Linked DNA regions of Mus musculus: region 1 is linked to region 2. Evidence: chromatin contacts called from public HiChIP or PLAC-seq data. All regions are on one chromosome and are shown on one strand. Each heading gives the region's core, a stretch centred on a gene start, on an enhancer-like site or on the middle of the called end of the contact. The rest is flanking DNA. Distances are from core to core; before and after follow the strand shown.

The links. HiChIP or PLAC-seq counts read pairs in DNA pulled down with a chosen protein or histone mark.
Region 1: an HNF4G HiChIP or PLAC-seq map of pancreatic cancer cells shows a contact between it and region 2. The contact joins two enhancer-like sites. A contact is called at or near these places in 1 of 484 Hi-C or Micro-C datasets (nephron progenitors), 5 of 115 datasets of contacts at active chromatin or transcription factors (embryonic midbrain, embryonic stem cells, pancreatic cancer cells and 1 more) and 1 of 9 other capture datasets (adipose tissue).

Annotation. Positions count from the first base shown.
Region 1 is chr11:35,952,669-35,960,053 of GRCm38.p6, forward strand. The region is part of intron 1 of Wwc1 (WW, C2 and coiled-coil domain containing 1); the gene reads right to left. Among named protein-coding and RNA genes, the nearest start is that of Wwc1, 24 kb to the right of the region's middle. Within about 2 kb of position 3,068, at least 28 of the 459 cell types and tissues checked have an H3K27ac peak or open chromatin away from gene starts, as enhancers often do. A contact at or near this core is called in pancreatic cancer cells and trophoblast stem cells, where this site is marked.
Region 2 is chr11:35,876,480-35,883,631 of GRCm38.p6, forward strand. It overlaps Wwc1 (WW, C2 and coiled-coil domain containing 1), which reads right to left. Exons shown (of 23, transcript NM_170779.2): 9 at 6,769-7,011; 10 at 50-139. Among named protein-coding and RNA genes, the nearest start is that of Rars, 46 kb to the left of the region's middle. Within about 2 kb of position 1,367, at least 66 of the 459 cell types and tissues checked have an H3K27ac peak or open chromatin away from gene starts, as enhancers often do. A contact at or near this core is called in pancreatic cancer cells and trophoblast stem cells, where this site is marked.

The sequences.
Region 1 (7,385 bases), core at 1,818-4,317, 78 kb after region 2:
GGCTGTCCTGGAACTCAGAAATCCACCTGCCCCTGCCTCCCAAGTGCTGGGATTAAAGGCATGCACCACCACCACCTGGCTAAGGAGAACTTTCTTCTTGGCTGCTATCCTTCTGAGGAAGAGAGGCAGGAGCATGCTGAAAGGGGGAACCAAAACATCAGGCCAACTCACTAGCAGGAAAAACCACGTTGTCTGCCCACCTGCTTGTGCCAGACAGACAAAGCTGGTCTTCTCCGCAAGGCATGAATGTTTAAGGGCAGTGGGATGGTGCCCATGGCGCACGCTGGCTGACATGACAGGGTAACAGATGCCATGGCAAATGGAGTCACCAGACTGAGACTGTGCCAGTACTTTCCTAGCAAGGAGAAGAGGAGAGGTGGCATGGCGACTCTATCGACAAGCACTCTGCTGCTTGAGACCAACCAAGAGTCTTGATCAGGTGGCCTGAGTGGAGGGTGGGTCTGGTCATATAACTTAGAGACTCTGTTCACAGGAAACAGTGTCCCTTACAGCCAAGGTCCATGCTGACTACTGTGTAGATGGTAACACCTGCCTCTGGATGGTCAGCAGTGAGGAGATGGGTGAGGAGGACTAACCTGGTCAAGACTGTGAGGCTGCCATCTTTCCAAGAGCAGCCTGCAGTTCACAGCTCACAGAGCAGAACCCGGGTTCTCTTACTGTGAGTCCCAGCTCGGCCTTGAGATGCTCAGTCACACTGACCTAATCACTTCACCCTTTACAGGGCTTCTGAGCCCACTTCTCTCTCCAGCAGCTGTGCCTCATGGGCTGCCCTCTGTAGGAAGGCGTTTGTGTCCACCCATGGCTCTGACTTCTCAAGGGCAGCCTATATCCTGAGCTGATCTGCATGAATGCAGCGCTTTGATTGGGGCTCTCCTGCTTCCTGGGTTCTTTAGAACGTGACAGGCATGTTATCTTCATCAATAACCCAACAGAATCATTGCACACTTTTCTGGAAGGGGGAAAAGCTGCCAACTTAAGGGTATCCTGGCGCCATTTACCCTTTATGGCCTCATTTTCTTTAGGCAAAGTATCAATAAGCTCTTGGCTGTTCATTCTTCAGTCAGGCCAGGTCCTAAGTTCCCCCTTCATTGACAGGAAGCAAAAGCAGAAGCCCTGAGCATTGATTCCTGCCACCTCCAGGTTATCTGTAGTCTTCTCAAGCCAAAGCCTCGGGGCAAGTCTTTCTGAAGTCAAGAGAATTCTGGTTGCCTAACTAGTCGACTGCAGATGGAAGGATTTACCCTGCCAGGTTTTGAGAAGCACGGAGAAGACCCCAGATGAATGACCCATTCCTCATGCTCTGAGCCCTATAACTAACAGCCCATATCACACATGCATGTCATGATCAGATACACGGGGCAAGGAGAAACAAATGACCTAATGGCCAAGTGACAGACTAGACTGGAGGGAGGGGTCTGGAAGGCCAGTGGCCACTCAGAGGTATGTGACCATCAACTGGGGTTTTCTATGGACACTGAAGAATCAGGAGGTACTTCTGGGAAGGGCAGCAATGCGCTCTTCAATTTCTGGAAGAAAATTCCAAAAGTAGGGGCTAGGGATGTAGCTCAGTTGGTAAAGTGTTTGCCTCACATGTTCAATCCTAGCCCTGAATAGAACAGGTGTGGTGGGATACACCGTAATCCAGCACTCAGATGGTGGGAGCAGAAGACCATCCTTGGCTAAACAGTAAGCTCGACACCAGCAAGACCATCTCAAGGAAGCAAATTCCAAAGGGAGTCGGCTCACCCTGACAGGTAATTCCCACAGTAGCTGAAACAGTAAGTGACATCTCAGATCAGTCAGTGACCATGGCCAGAAAGTGAACTGGGTCAGAAGACCTGAACTGTTCCAAGTGTCTGTCAGTCATGTCCTTAGATCTGCAGGCACACAAGGGCAAAATCGCCAGTTACTTGTTTTTGTACCAACAAACGTGGCATAAAACTGTCACACCCCAGCAACCTAGACACCGATTCCCATCTTATTATCCTAAAGCAAAAGTAACAAAGCCAGAAAGCTCTCAGCTCACACCATGTTCATAAGTAGCATCACACCGGCATTGCTGGCAATGGCTGAAAGGTGGAAGTCACACAGTGTCCACCCACAGACGAGGGAAAACCACAGCGGGATCTGGAGCTCGCCAGTCACGAAAGAGATGGATGTGGTGTATTTCTACATACGCCATGTACCTCGAGCCATCAGCTACATTAGGAGCTTAAGCAGGGACAGAAGCAGAAACCACAAAAGGAAAATCGCTTGCAGTTATCTCCTGTAGGCTCACGCTCAATCTGCCTTCTTACACCGTCCTAAGGAATACAGCCTCCCAAGGTAGGCTTGACCTGCCAATATCAACAACCAAGACAACTCCCGGCAATCCCTCAGTGAGACTCCCTCCTCGATAACTTGGGCTATGTCAAGTTGACAGTTAAGGGTGGCTAGGGCATGTGCTATGCATAGCTGTCATAATTTATCTTTTTTAAGGAAGAGAAGGAGGGAAGAAATGGAGGGAGGAGGTAAAAAGGAGAGGGAGGACAGCAGGCAGGCACACAGGCTTGGACAGCATGGCTCACATGACCTGTGGGCACTCAGGGCTCTGCCAGACATACACTTCTTCCTCCTCCTCCTTTGTCCAGCAGCTTTCCATTACTACAAACATACCTGCTCCTGCTTTACCTAGGCTCCTTTTAACATCTAAATATCCAAGGGTGGCATCTCTATCCCCTCCAGTGTTCTAAGGCACCAGAGTTCCTGATGACCAACAACGATCCCATCTGTCACTCCAGCATCCCATCTAGTTTTCTCCAACACCAGCAAACACGGTCCAAAGTCCCCGCTGGGATCCCATTTGAGCTTGGAGATTTCCAGAAAAGTCTACATGGCAAGAACAGCCAGGGGTGGGTTATCCTTTGGTTGTTATTTAAGGTGGGCCTCCTATCCTAGGGGCCTATGTGTAGGAGACAGGTGGTCCCAATGCAGAGTACAGAGGGAAGCCTGGGAGGTCAGCTCTTCTGCCTACTTGTTTCCTTGTCAGTGATTCATAGAAGTCCAGGACTGGAATGAGGAAGTGGATCCAGGAGTCCACCCCCTGCTGAGAGCCACCAAGCTTGCTCTACCGGATCTTGTCACTTCTTCACATAACTCAGCTATCAGGTATTTATTTGCCCAAGCGGCCCTGTCTTGTCTTGATGAATGTGTCTGTAATTATTAAAGCTCCTTTCTGGGGACTCTGCTCGGGCCACTCTAGCTCTGTTCTGAGAACTCTATGGTATAACTTTGCTACTCTGTTACTTCTAACCTGCCACTGAACCGAGTTAGAGTAAATCTCTCCTAGGCAATCTATATATCTGAGTCTTACTCCCAGCCTGACTGTCATCTCCCTTTGTTTTCTTTCATTTTATTGCAAAGGTTTTTTGTTGTTGTTTGGTTGGGGTTTTTTTTTTTTTGTATTTTGTTTTTTGCATTTTATTGGAGATTGAATCCGGAGCCTTTACACATCTTAAGACAAGTCGTCTAACACTGAGTTACACCCAAACCAATATCCACCTTTAAACTGGAGTATTCTGACTGATGGAGACAGGGTCTTACTATGTAGACCAGGTTGGCCCTCTGTGCTAGGATTAAAAGTGTGCACCATTATGCCCAGTCAGTGTATTTATTTCTAATGGATCACAGACATGAGTAGCTTTAGGTCAGCCTTCTACCCCCTTGTTTTTTATCTGTTTCATCTCTGTCTTGATTCCTTGTGCCTACTTTTCAGCCTTTGAAGAACTTACCCACAATGCATCATTACTACGTCTGCTTTAGTTTTAATGCTCAAATCTCTTTTAGCACAATGAAGAAAGCACGTCTTTTAAAGCTGGGTCCACTGGCAGCCAACTGGAGAGGCTGTGGCAGGTGGCAGGAAGGTTGTAAGTTCAAAGTCAACCTAGACTGCATTGTGAGACTTTGAATCAAAAACAAAGAAAGCAACCCTCCTTGTGTTTCTGGGTCAAGCACGGAGTCAAGCTTGTCTGCCAAGAATTTAACTTTTTTTGTGTGTGTGTGTTGTGGTTCTCCTGGCGATAATTTCTCTCACACTTATACTTCCTTTGAAGATGTCTGCATTTTCACCTCATTTCTCCGAGGACACTGTTTTACAGGACACAGAACTACAGGGTGGCATTCCTTCCCTCCCCTTTCAGCACCTTTGGGATTTCACCCCATCCTTCATTGGCTACCACTGCGACCATCCGACCCTGAGGTCGTCAGCTCGTCTCACTGTTCTCCACTGGCCAGCCCTTCTTGTCTTCCTTCGTGCTGTTTTCCAGACTCCATCAGACTCTCACCCCCTTCCCAGTCTTCACTGGTTTGAATTGATGTGTTCAGGAGTAGGTCTTTGTATAAGGAACCGCCCGTTCTGCTTGGACTCCGCTGTTTCTTGGATCTGGGGGTTGGTATTTTCATTAGCTGTAAAAGCTTCTGGTCTTTATGCATTCATGTCTACATGTAGCACCCCACCCCAAACAGTCCTCTGCATCTCCTTTATGAATGCTAAAACACATTTTTTAAGATTTTGTGTGTGTGTGTGTGTGTGTGTGTGTGTGTGTGTGTGTGTGTGTGTGTGTGGTGGGATGCACCCTGAAAGTCTAGAAGGAGTCTGATCCTCTGGGGCTGGCTAGAGTTACAAGCAGCTGTGAGCTGTGTGGCTTGGATGCTGAGAACCAAACTCTAGTCCTCTATAAGAAGAGCAAGAGGTCTTAATCACTGAGCCAGATCACCAAATTCTAAATACACATTCACCTTCCCTCCCCTCCCCTCCCCTCCCCTGTTTTTTGGAGACAGTGTCTATGTAGCCTTGACTGCTTTATAATGCCCCACAGACCACTAAGGCTCTACCCCTTCCGCAGCTTTCTCCTTATTCTTTTCTGGTCTGACACTTTATCATAGGTGCTCATCCATGCTCTCGGTCTCTCCCCTACAGTATCTAGACTTAAATTCATCTAGCACATTTTCTCTTTCTAATATGGAATTTCTCATCTGGATATTTTATCTCTCTTGACTTTCTGTCCTTGAAATCATCAAGAATTGTCATAGAACGATTGTTATAAAGTCATTTTCAGCTGATTATACCCCGCCTGGCATCACGGTTTCTATTGCCATTCCTGCAAACCCATTACTTCCCCATTATACATTGCACACGCAGAATGTCAACTTGTTGGACTTTAAAGGATATTAAGTTTTGCCTTGGTAGGCAGTTAATTTACTAACTCGTCAGAGTAATTCCAGTGAGGCTTGCTGTTGAACTAAGAAGTGAATTTACGGGTTTAAAAGAATGACAATATAGAATAAAATGGCATAAGGAGCCTGGGTCCCTGAGGACAGCATGGGGCCAGTATCCCAGCCCTAAATGGCTGAGGGTAAGGAGGAAGGGAGGAAATTACAGAAAGGTGTCACTATGGACCTCTGGCTGCCCTTGATCTTCAGATCCCCTGCTGCAATCTGCTGCAATTACAGGTTTATTCTATGGTCTTAATCTTTTTGAAAAAAATATAACAAGAAAGCCAACATCTATCTTGCCAGTGAGCCACTACTATTTGACCTACGCTAAGAGCAGCCAAACACTGTTTCTGCTGAAATTACTAGCATTCACTAAGTAACAAGCAGGCCCTGTGAGACGTTGTTGGGGTTAAATCAATTTATATGACAGACAGGGCTCCCCTTTCTTCAGGCTTATTAACTCAGAAAATGGGGGGGGGGAGCATAGCTTGTAGGCCAAATCTGCCATTACCCATCTCCCCAAAACTACTGCTGAGACACAGCCCCCTCTCTTTATTTGCATACTGCCTTCAGCTGCTTTGATGCACCAGAACTGAATGTTTAAGACAAAGTTGGTGTTGTGCACAAAGCGTCAAAGATGTACAGGCCGGACCTTTATTGAAAGACTCCTCCCAGCCTTCATCCACTGAAACAGTTCTCAGACCTGGCTTCACACTCTTCATCAACACGTGGCTGAAGAAGACCTTTACTGACAGCAGGTATCATATCAGAAATGAAAACACAAGAGCTCCACAGGTAAGAGCACTTCCTGTTCTCCCAGAGGACACGTGGTTGGTTCCTAGCAGCCACAGTAGATGGCTCACAACCCACCTGTAACTCCAGCTCCGGGAGATCTGACCCTTTCTTCCGGTATCCACACATATGTTGCATACACTCACACTCATTCACATACACACACAAAAAGGAGTAAACCTTAAAAACAGGAAACAAACAAAACCTCAAACTTCTAAAAGAACAACAACAAAAGAAAGATACCAACCATATAAAGAAACAAAGAGAAAGAAGGAAGGAAGAAGAGAGAAAAGAAAAGGAAAGGAGAGGAGAGGAGAGGAGAGGAGAGGAAAGAAAGAGAGAGAGAGAGCAAGCAAGCAAGCAATCATTTAAATATATAAATATATTCCCTGGGATACAAGATGTCAGAGTGGGAAAAGCCACTTGAAGCCAGAGGTAACAACCTGAGTTCCATTCCTGGAACACACATACTAGAAGGAGAGAACAGACTGCTGGAGGCTATTCTGTGACTCTACGCATGCTCATTCAAGCACATGCACACATGTACACATGCATGTGTACATACACACATAAACAAACAAACAAACACTTTAACAGATAAACTTTAGGCTGACATGACAAAGAAACAACGTGAGTTATCAGCTGGTTGATACAGAGGAAAACCACTGTCCGAGAGAGCGTGTCTCTTGGACCTTGGCCCTCTTCAGAAGCTCCTGAGAGAGTGACTTTTAAACTGGGCCACAAGAACAAGTGTAACTGGGCAAAGGTGGGGAGGGTGGAAGTTCTGCTTTCCTTTTGTACATCTGTTCCTTGGGCCTTGCTAAGGGTGTCCAATCAGGCTTTAAAGAGGAGACTGGGATGGCTTTCTTCCCTGGCATCTTCCATGGAGGAAGCTGTCACCAGGGTCCTTCTGGTGCTCTGAGAAGTGACCCCAGTGGCAGGACACCAAGTGAGAACTATGAAGAGACTCAGGAGACGTGGCTCGTGAACCAGGACACAAAGCTGATTTTCACACCCTTGGCCATCTGCTTTCCGGCTCGTCATTTGTGTCAATAGCTACTGGCTGAAAGCACAGGGCGGTTGGCTTCCCACGGCACTTTCAAGGTTCCGAGCGGCGGCCAGCTCTACGTACTCACGGCTCAAGAGGGACCCTGGAGACCTCCGTGACTGTGCTCCTGATGTATTGCCCTACCAGCTTCTAACTATCACCTCGCTTGTATCTTCCAAGCAAGGCCTTTACCACCCTTGACAAGGCGGAGAAGAAAATGCCCAGGTGATGGAAGGAAGGCAGAGGCAAGAGAATCTGTGAGCTCCAGGCC
Region 2 (7,152 bases), core at 117-2,616:
GAGGATCCTGAAGGGCATCATGGAGCTGGGTCACCTCCTGGCCACCCACCTTTTCAACTGGGAGTGCAGGGTAGCCACCTGCCGAGTGGCTTCCTCCAGTTCTCGCACCAGCTGGTTCCTCTTGCTATTTAACTTCAGCCTGAGGGAGAGGAGGCAAGACAGTAACACTCCAAAGGGCTGCAGTGCTCCAGCTCCCAAAAACGGCCTAATAGGTGCACTCGCCAGCCCAGGCGCACAGGCACAGGAACTGGGTCGTAACAACGCGCTCCGGTGTAGTGGATAGGCACAGACTGTTTTATACAAATTCTATAGGAAGTGTGCAGCCCCTGCCACACCTGAGAGACTAAGCTAGGGGCCTTAACACACTGCATCGATTCAGGACGTAATGTATGTGCCCGGGGAGAATGACTTCAACAGTTTTATAAATGAGGAAAATTTGAGGCTCTTAATTACATCGTTTACTCAAAATTATTGACTAAGTGGAAGAATTAGGATGCCACCAAACTACCATTCTTTCAACTGCTACCCCATTCCCCTCCTCCCCTCCTTCCTTTCCCCAACTAATATTTACCCAGGTGACACTGGATGCTGTTCCTGGCACCAGGGACACAGCAACGAGGGAAAAAGAGAACTCGTTGCTTCTTATACAGAGCATGGAAGGTGGAAGACAACAGGCATCTAATTAGTGCATGGTGTAACAAGGTCCGAAAAAAAAAGGACAAAAACAAACAAACAAACAAACAAACAAACAAACGCAGAGCAAGGAATCCCTAACTGAGATCAAGCAAATGGCTTCATGATCATCTTTCTATCACCTACGCTTGTCTGTGTCTTCCTGGGTTCCCAGGATCAAAGCTGAATCACTTTCCCAGGTTCCCTAACATCTGGCTGAGGCACGTGAGCAAGTTCTGGCCAGTGGAATACGAGCAGAAACCACGTAGACAAGCAGACCGAAGTGGTTAAGGAAAGTGTTTTCTGCTCCGTCTCTGTGGCCTTAAAGGGGGGCAGACAAGCGGTGGGCTCTTCAACAAGGGAGGCTGCCAGTTTCCAGGAGTTCTAAGATATTATCTGGGTGAGAAGCAGACGTCAAGAGTGCTTATCCACAGAGATTTGGGGCTATTCCTCGCAGCAGCTGGATCAAACTAAATTAGGGAAACTGAAGTGGCTCACTAGACAGAAGGGAGTTAGGAAGAAAGGAAGGAAGGAAGGGAGGGGGAGGGAGGGAGGGAAGGGGGAGGGAGGGAAGGAGGGAGGGAGGGGGGAGGGTCTTTTCCTAGATGACGTGGCTGAGTTCACTCACTCAGCCGAGGGGCCGGGATGATGAATTTCCATGTCAACATGACTCATTGCTCCTCTGTCACCCTGCTGGCTCCCTTGACTCAGGAAGGGACCAAGAACTCAGCCAGCCCAGTCTACGGCCAGAGGGCCTGGGTTGGTTTTCACATAAAATCAAACCAAACTAGCCAGGCCCCTAGCAATATTAGACCAGAGGTAGCCTCAGAAACAACTGGAGAGCAGAGGGGGGTGTGTCGGGCTTGTAAGTGGGCAAGCAGACCCGCGAAATCACTCATAGGATAACCAGAGTGGTAGGCTAACTGCTCCTGGCATGACGCTTGTCCAACTCACTCTCTAAAGCCTTCTTTCCAGACACTTGCCTGGGGCTGATAGGGACAGAAGGCAGGCTGGCAGATGGGGGCCTGTAATGGAGAAACCCCAGAGTTCTCTCGATGGAGTGCATTAGACTGTGGAGTGCCCCATCCCTCTCTAAGAGCACAGCCCATAAAGGAAGATAAGCGTGGGGTCACGAGGTGGAGCTTGTGGTTTCTACAGAGCAAGCCAGGGTACACCAGGATCAGACACAGACCCTCCCTGGAGACTAGGCAGGATGGAGACGGAACTGTCGTTGGACTGAGCATGGCACAGGGTAGTCACAGACAGTAACACACAGGTGCAGGGCTCCCCTCTCAGCAGCAGCAGGCTTAGCAGGCCAGATGGCATGTGATGGACGTGCCCAGCACATGCTGGGAGGCTGTGAATACATCAATCATGGAGATAGGAAGAAGATCCAGGGGGTGAGGCCTAAGTGCCCACAAGCTATAGCTTCGCACCTGGGATGCTGGTTAAAAATGCAATAGCCTGGGCTGTATCTCGGGCCTGAAGAATTGGTCCCTATGATCCGACAAGCATCCTGTATGACTGCACACCAGCTCTGACACATGGCTGGTCGAGAGCAAGGCACAGGGAATGTAAAGAATGTGAAGGCAGTTCTGAGAGACACAGGGAGGGGAGAAGGAAGGAGAAATGTAAAAAGGGGCACAGGAGAGGTGAAGGGGAGAGAAGACAGAGAAAGGGACACAGAAAGACAGACAAAGGGAGACAGAGGAGAGAGAGACAGAGAGAGGGAAGGAGAGATAGAGGGAGAGAAGGAAGGAGGGGAGGAGGGAGGGAGGGAAAGAGAGAGCTTACAGAGAAAGAAAGCAGGAATTTGGAGGCCCAGCAGTGAAGACAGACAGACAGACAGACAGGGATCAGAATCATATCTCTAGGTATCAGTTCCTTCCCGACACTTCCTGTGGCTTCTCTCCTTGGCCCCCTCTTAGGGCACACGTGGCCCTTGTTCCCTGTGCTCCCTGCCGTCCCAGCTGCTGCATTTCCCCCAGGGACCTTGCCCTCCAGGACCTCTGTGTGGTCTGATCAATGGAGCAGCGGAGAGTGTAGGCTCCCTAGACTGGCTTGGGGAGTCAATACTCCATCAAAGCTCCTGGACCTTTGAAAGATGGAGTTGAAGGCAATATGGAAAGGCCTTCTGAGTGTGCAGCTGCTTAAAGTTAGTAAGGACTTGAATCCCAAGTATGGTTGCTTCTAATCTCAGCTCTGTCACTGGGTGGTGTTAGGTGGGCCTCGATTTCCTCATCTGTAAAACGGGTTGCTCTCAAGTTACTAGGTCTGGCACATTCAGTACACCTGAGAGGCACATAAAAGAACCTCTGGCATAAAAAAAAAAAAAAAAAAAAAAAGAACCTCTGGTTCTAGTTTCAGGAAAGAAAACCTTTGACAGTAGGTCAACACCTTGATTCACAATCTGGTACTCAGGGGCTTTGCCTCCTTTTTTCTCTATGAAGCAAATGAAGCTCCTATTGGAAGCATAGATAAGGTGTCTCTTTTGACCTAGCAAGAATCAAGTAGAGCTATGATCAATGTATTCTCTTTAGCTTTTGGCAGAGAAGATGATGGACAGCCAAAGGCCCCCAGGGACAGTCAATGGGTCTAGTGGTAGGTAAGAATACAGGAACTGGCCCAAAGGCCCAATAAAGACCTGCCCAGGCTACCCAACCATTTATATTTTACACAAACACTACAGGTACAGGACATATAGACAGAACCCTTAACGCCAAAGAGTATGGCTCCAGGAAAACCAGTAACAGTGCCTTTGGGCAAGTGCTTCTGAGGGCTATAAAGCAAAAATTATTTAAGGCCCACTGTTTTCATTCTTATACTGGTGATGGGTCAGAGCTAGCTAGTCATTCCTGCCAGGAGAGGACAGAAGGCAAGTGGATAGATTCTAGATGTCCCTGTTAGTAGTTCTGATCATGTGCTTGGTTGGGAAAGATTGGTCCAGTTAGCAATCAAGGGGTTCTTTGAGGCGCCAAGGGGCTGGGCAGAGGCTGAACACCCATCAGACATTAGTGAAAGTGGAGCTTACTCAGTAGCAAGGATGCATTTGCAAGCTGGGTGCTTTAGAGGTCAGAGGCTGCAGGGCTATGTTCCCAGAGCACACACAGACACCTGGCAATCCCTGAGGGCTTCTCCTGAGGCGCAGGCATGCTACCCTGCTTTACAAACTAGGCTTGTACCTTGCATTGCTGGGAAAGTGAATCCCCTCCCTTGCTCCTGCTCCTGAACAATTACACACATTTGAAAATGACTGTGTGTGGGTGGGTGCGTATATGCCTGTACAAATATTATTAAATCATAAAGAGAGAGAGAGAGAGAATGAAATACTGCTATTTGGAGTGAGATAGATGGATCTGGAAGATGCCGTGTTAAATGAAATCAACTGGGCATAGATAAACACTGCATGTCCTCATTTTAGAAGCTATAAAAACCAATCTCACAGCAGCAGAGAAGAGCTGTGGTCACTGGGCAGGCTAGAGGGAGGTCAGATAATGAATCCCAAAAGACATTCACATGGGGAATTAGTTCTGGTGTTCTCTTGAAGTTGGGTAGCTGCAGCGAACAACCTGCAATCTATTTCAAAGCAGCGAGGAGACTCTGAAGGCTCCTAATTCAGAGATGATAAATGTGAAGAGTAGAAATGCCAATTATCCTGGTGTCCCCATCATTCACGGTGGACATATGCTGAAATATCATCCTGTTTTGTAAATATTTACACGCACTATTTATATTGATATACAAAAACAAAATGAAAGATCACCAGCTTCAACTCTGCTCTCTTTAAGGGAGAGGTGGGGAAACACAGCTCTAGGTCTACTATGGACAAAATGAGAACAGTCAGAAGAGGCTTGCAAATCACTGAAACGTACTCTCCCCCTCCCCATTGTGTTATCATTCTCTCTCTCTCTCTTTCTCTCTCTCTCTCTCACACACACACACACACACACACACCACACACACACACACACACACACACACACACACACACTCCCCCTCACTCTCTTCTACATTTGACAATCTATTTCCTATGGTCCGAGAAGCTGAGGTCAAGTTTCCAGCAGATCTGGCTGCTGGGGAGGGGTCCCTTTGTGACTGTCAGGGTTTGAACAAAAATGTTCTTTCTCCACAGGCTCATCTATTTGGATATTTGTTTCCCAACTGGTGGAGCTATCTGGGGACATTTAGGAGGTGTGGCCTTGCTGCAGGAAGTGTGTCACCAGGGCCAGGATTTGAGAGCTTCTGGCCCTGCCCTGTATGGTTTGCTCTCTACTCTCTGTTCATGGTTCAAGACATGAGCTCTGAGCTTGCTGCTCCAGCCACTTGTTGCCCTGCTTCCCTGCCAGGATCAACTGCAACCCTCTGTAACTGTAAGCTCAGATGAGCTCTTTCCTCTATAAGTTGCCTTGGTCACACTGTTTTCTCACAGCAACAGAAAAGTGACCAAAACACTCACTCATGGACAGCAGCCTTCTCATTCTGACCTCATGTAACAGTCATGCTAACTTCTGTGAGTGAGTGGATGGACGAACAGACGGATGGATGAATGGGTAGATAGATGAATAGATGTCTGGGGATTGAAGGGTCTCCTTCAAATACAATTCTTCACTTTGTATTGTGGGAGTAGGGTTGCAGGGAACACCAAAGGAAATGTAGAGTCTGAAACAGGTATGAGGTAGACAGCATGACCTTGTGGCTTGCTTCTTGAGTCAAGGTCAATGATGAGGTTGGCTAACAGCTTCTTTACAGTTTGCATTAATTGACAGTATTTGAAAATTAAGAACCCACGTGATAAGCTTTTGAAGTTCTACTGTGATGTACATATAGCCCAGGAGTGAGTACTTGCCTAGCATGTATGAGACCCTGGGCTACATCTCTAGCACTGCAAAAAAAAAAAGAACTATAAGAACCAAAGGGGACATGCAGCCCATTCTCCTGTTTGCTGGATCTAAGAGATGACACCCACTGTAGAAAAGTAGGGGCAGTGGCCTCCAGACTGACAGGTCTACAGTCAGGTGAGCCTCTAGCATTTTCATTACTGTCTGGCCCATAAGCAGTCCAGTCCTCAACTCCCATGCAGACGGCTGGTCTTCAAATTTCAAACCCCCAAAATGTGCTGAAATCAATTTGGTAGGTTATGAAGAAGAAAAAGACATAGCCATATATCCTTGAGATGGCTGCAGATAACCCCACATATACCAAAGCATTCAGATATTCAAGACTGCATATAAATAAAGTAGTACCCGTATACTGCACATACATATTCTCCTGTATGCTCTATTATTATTATAATGTGTGTGTGTGTGTGTGTGTACATATGTGTCCAATTTCTCCTTTTCTTCTTGGGGATTAGACTCACTTTGCCAAGACTTGGTGGCGAGCACTTTTATCGACTGAGCCATCATACCTGCCCTCCTGTGTGCTTTAATTCATCTTTATACATTGCATTCAAATACAGTCTAAGTGCTATAAAATTAGTAGTTAGAGCAATGTATCAAATATTTTATTCGTTTTATTTTTAATCTACTCTTCAAACATTTTCAATCTGTTCTTGGTTTAAGGATATGGTCCGGAGTTCTGACGATTTAACAAAAGAAAGGAAGCATCAAAGGACCCTCTGCTCCCCACAGACACAGTAATTTTCAATGTGTGTGTGTCTGGGAGCAGGGTGAAGCTTTCCCCAGTGATGTTGGGTACAAGCAAGTGTGTAAAGCAGAGATGCTCACTGTGTGAAACCTGTTGCTCATGTAAGTGATGGAGAGTCATCATTACAACACGGGAAAACCCCAAGCGATAAAGTGCTATGGGGCTTCCTTGCATGAGCAGACATCCTTCTGAGAGTCTGCACCTGCACACTTTCCGGCACCGTGCTTCCTGTGTGAAGTACCAGGGTCCTGGTGTTCAGGGACATGTCATCTTTTCTAATGTGCCACTCTGGAAAGCTGTGACATCTCTACCTGAGTGCGCTCACCAGGCGACCCCTCACTCTTGGCTCCTGCTGGGCTCACAGGTCAGACTGGCATGTTCTCCCTTTTCCTGGGCCCATGGGGACTTTTCCTGGGCCCATGGGGACTTATCTCTTAATCCTAGACCTACCTCTCAGTCAGCGCCTTGCTCTGGGTGTCCCGGGCTGCCTGTAAGTCCTTCTCAAGTCGCCTCCGGGCCATCTCCAGTTGCTCCACCTCTCCCTGGGTCCATTTCCGGGGGCTGATGAAGCGCATTTCCTTCAGAAGTTCCTCCTTCTCATTGATGAGGATCAGTCGGTCCCTCTCTGAGTCTAGCACCCCAGGCCAGGCCTCACTGTCAAGTTTGGCCAGCTGGATCTTGAGGTTGGCGATCCTGGGAGTTGAGAAGGTATGAGAGATGAAAAACTGTTGGGGGAACTGGGGAACAAGTTGTTTTCCTAAGGACATGAAGGACCAGCCTCCAGGACATCCTCACAGCAGAGTTTGACAGTTACCGCTTTCCTCTCGTTCAGGT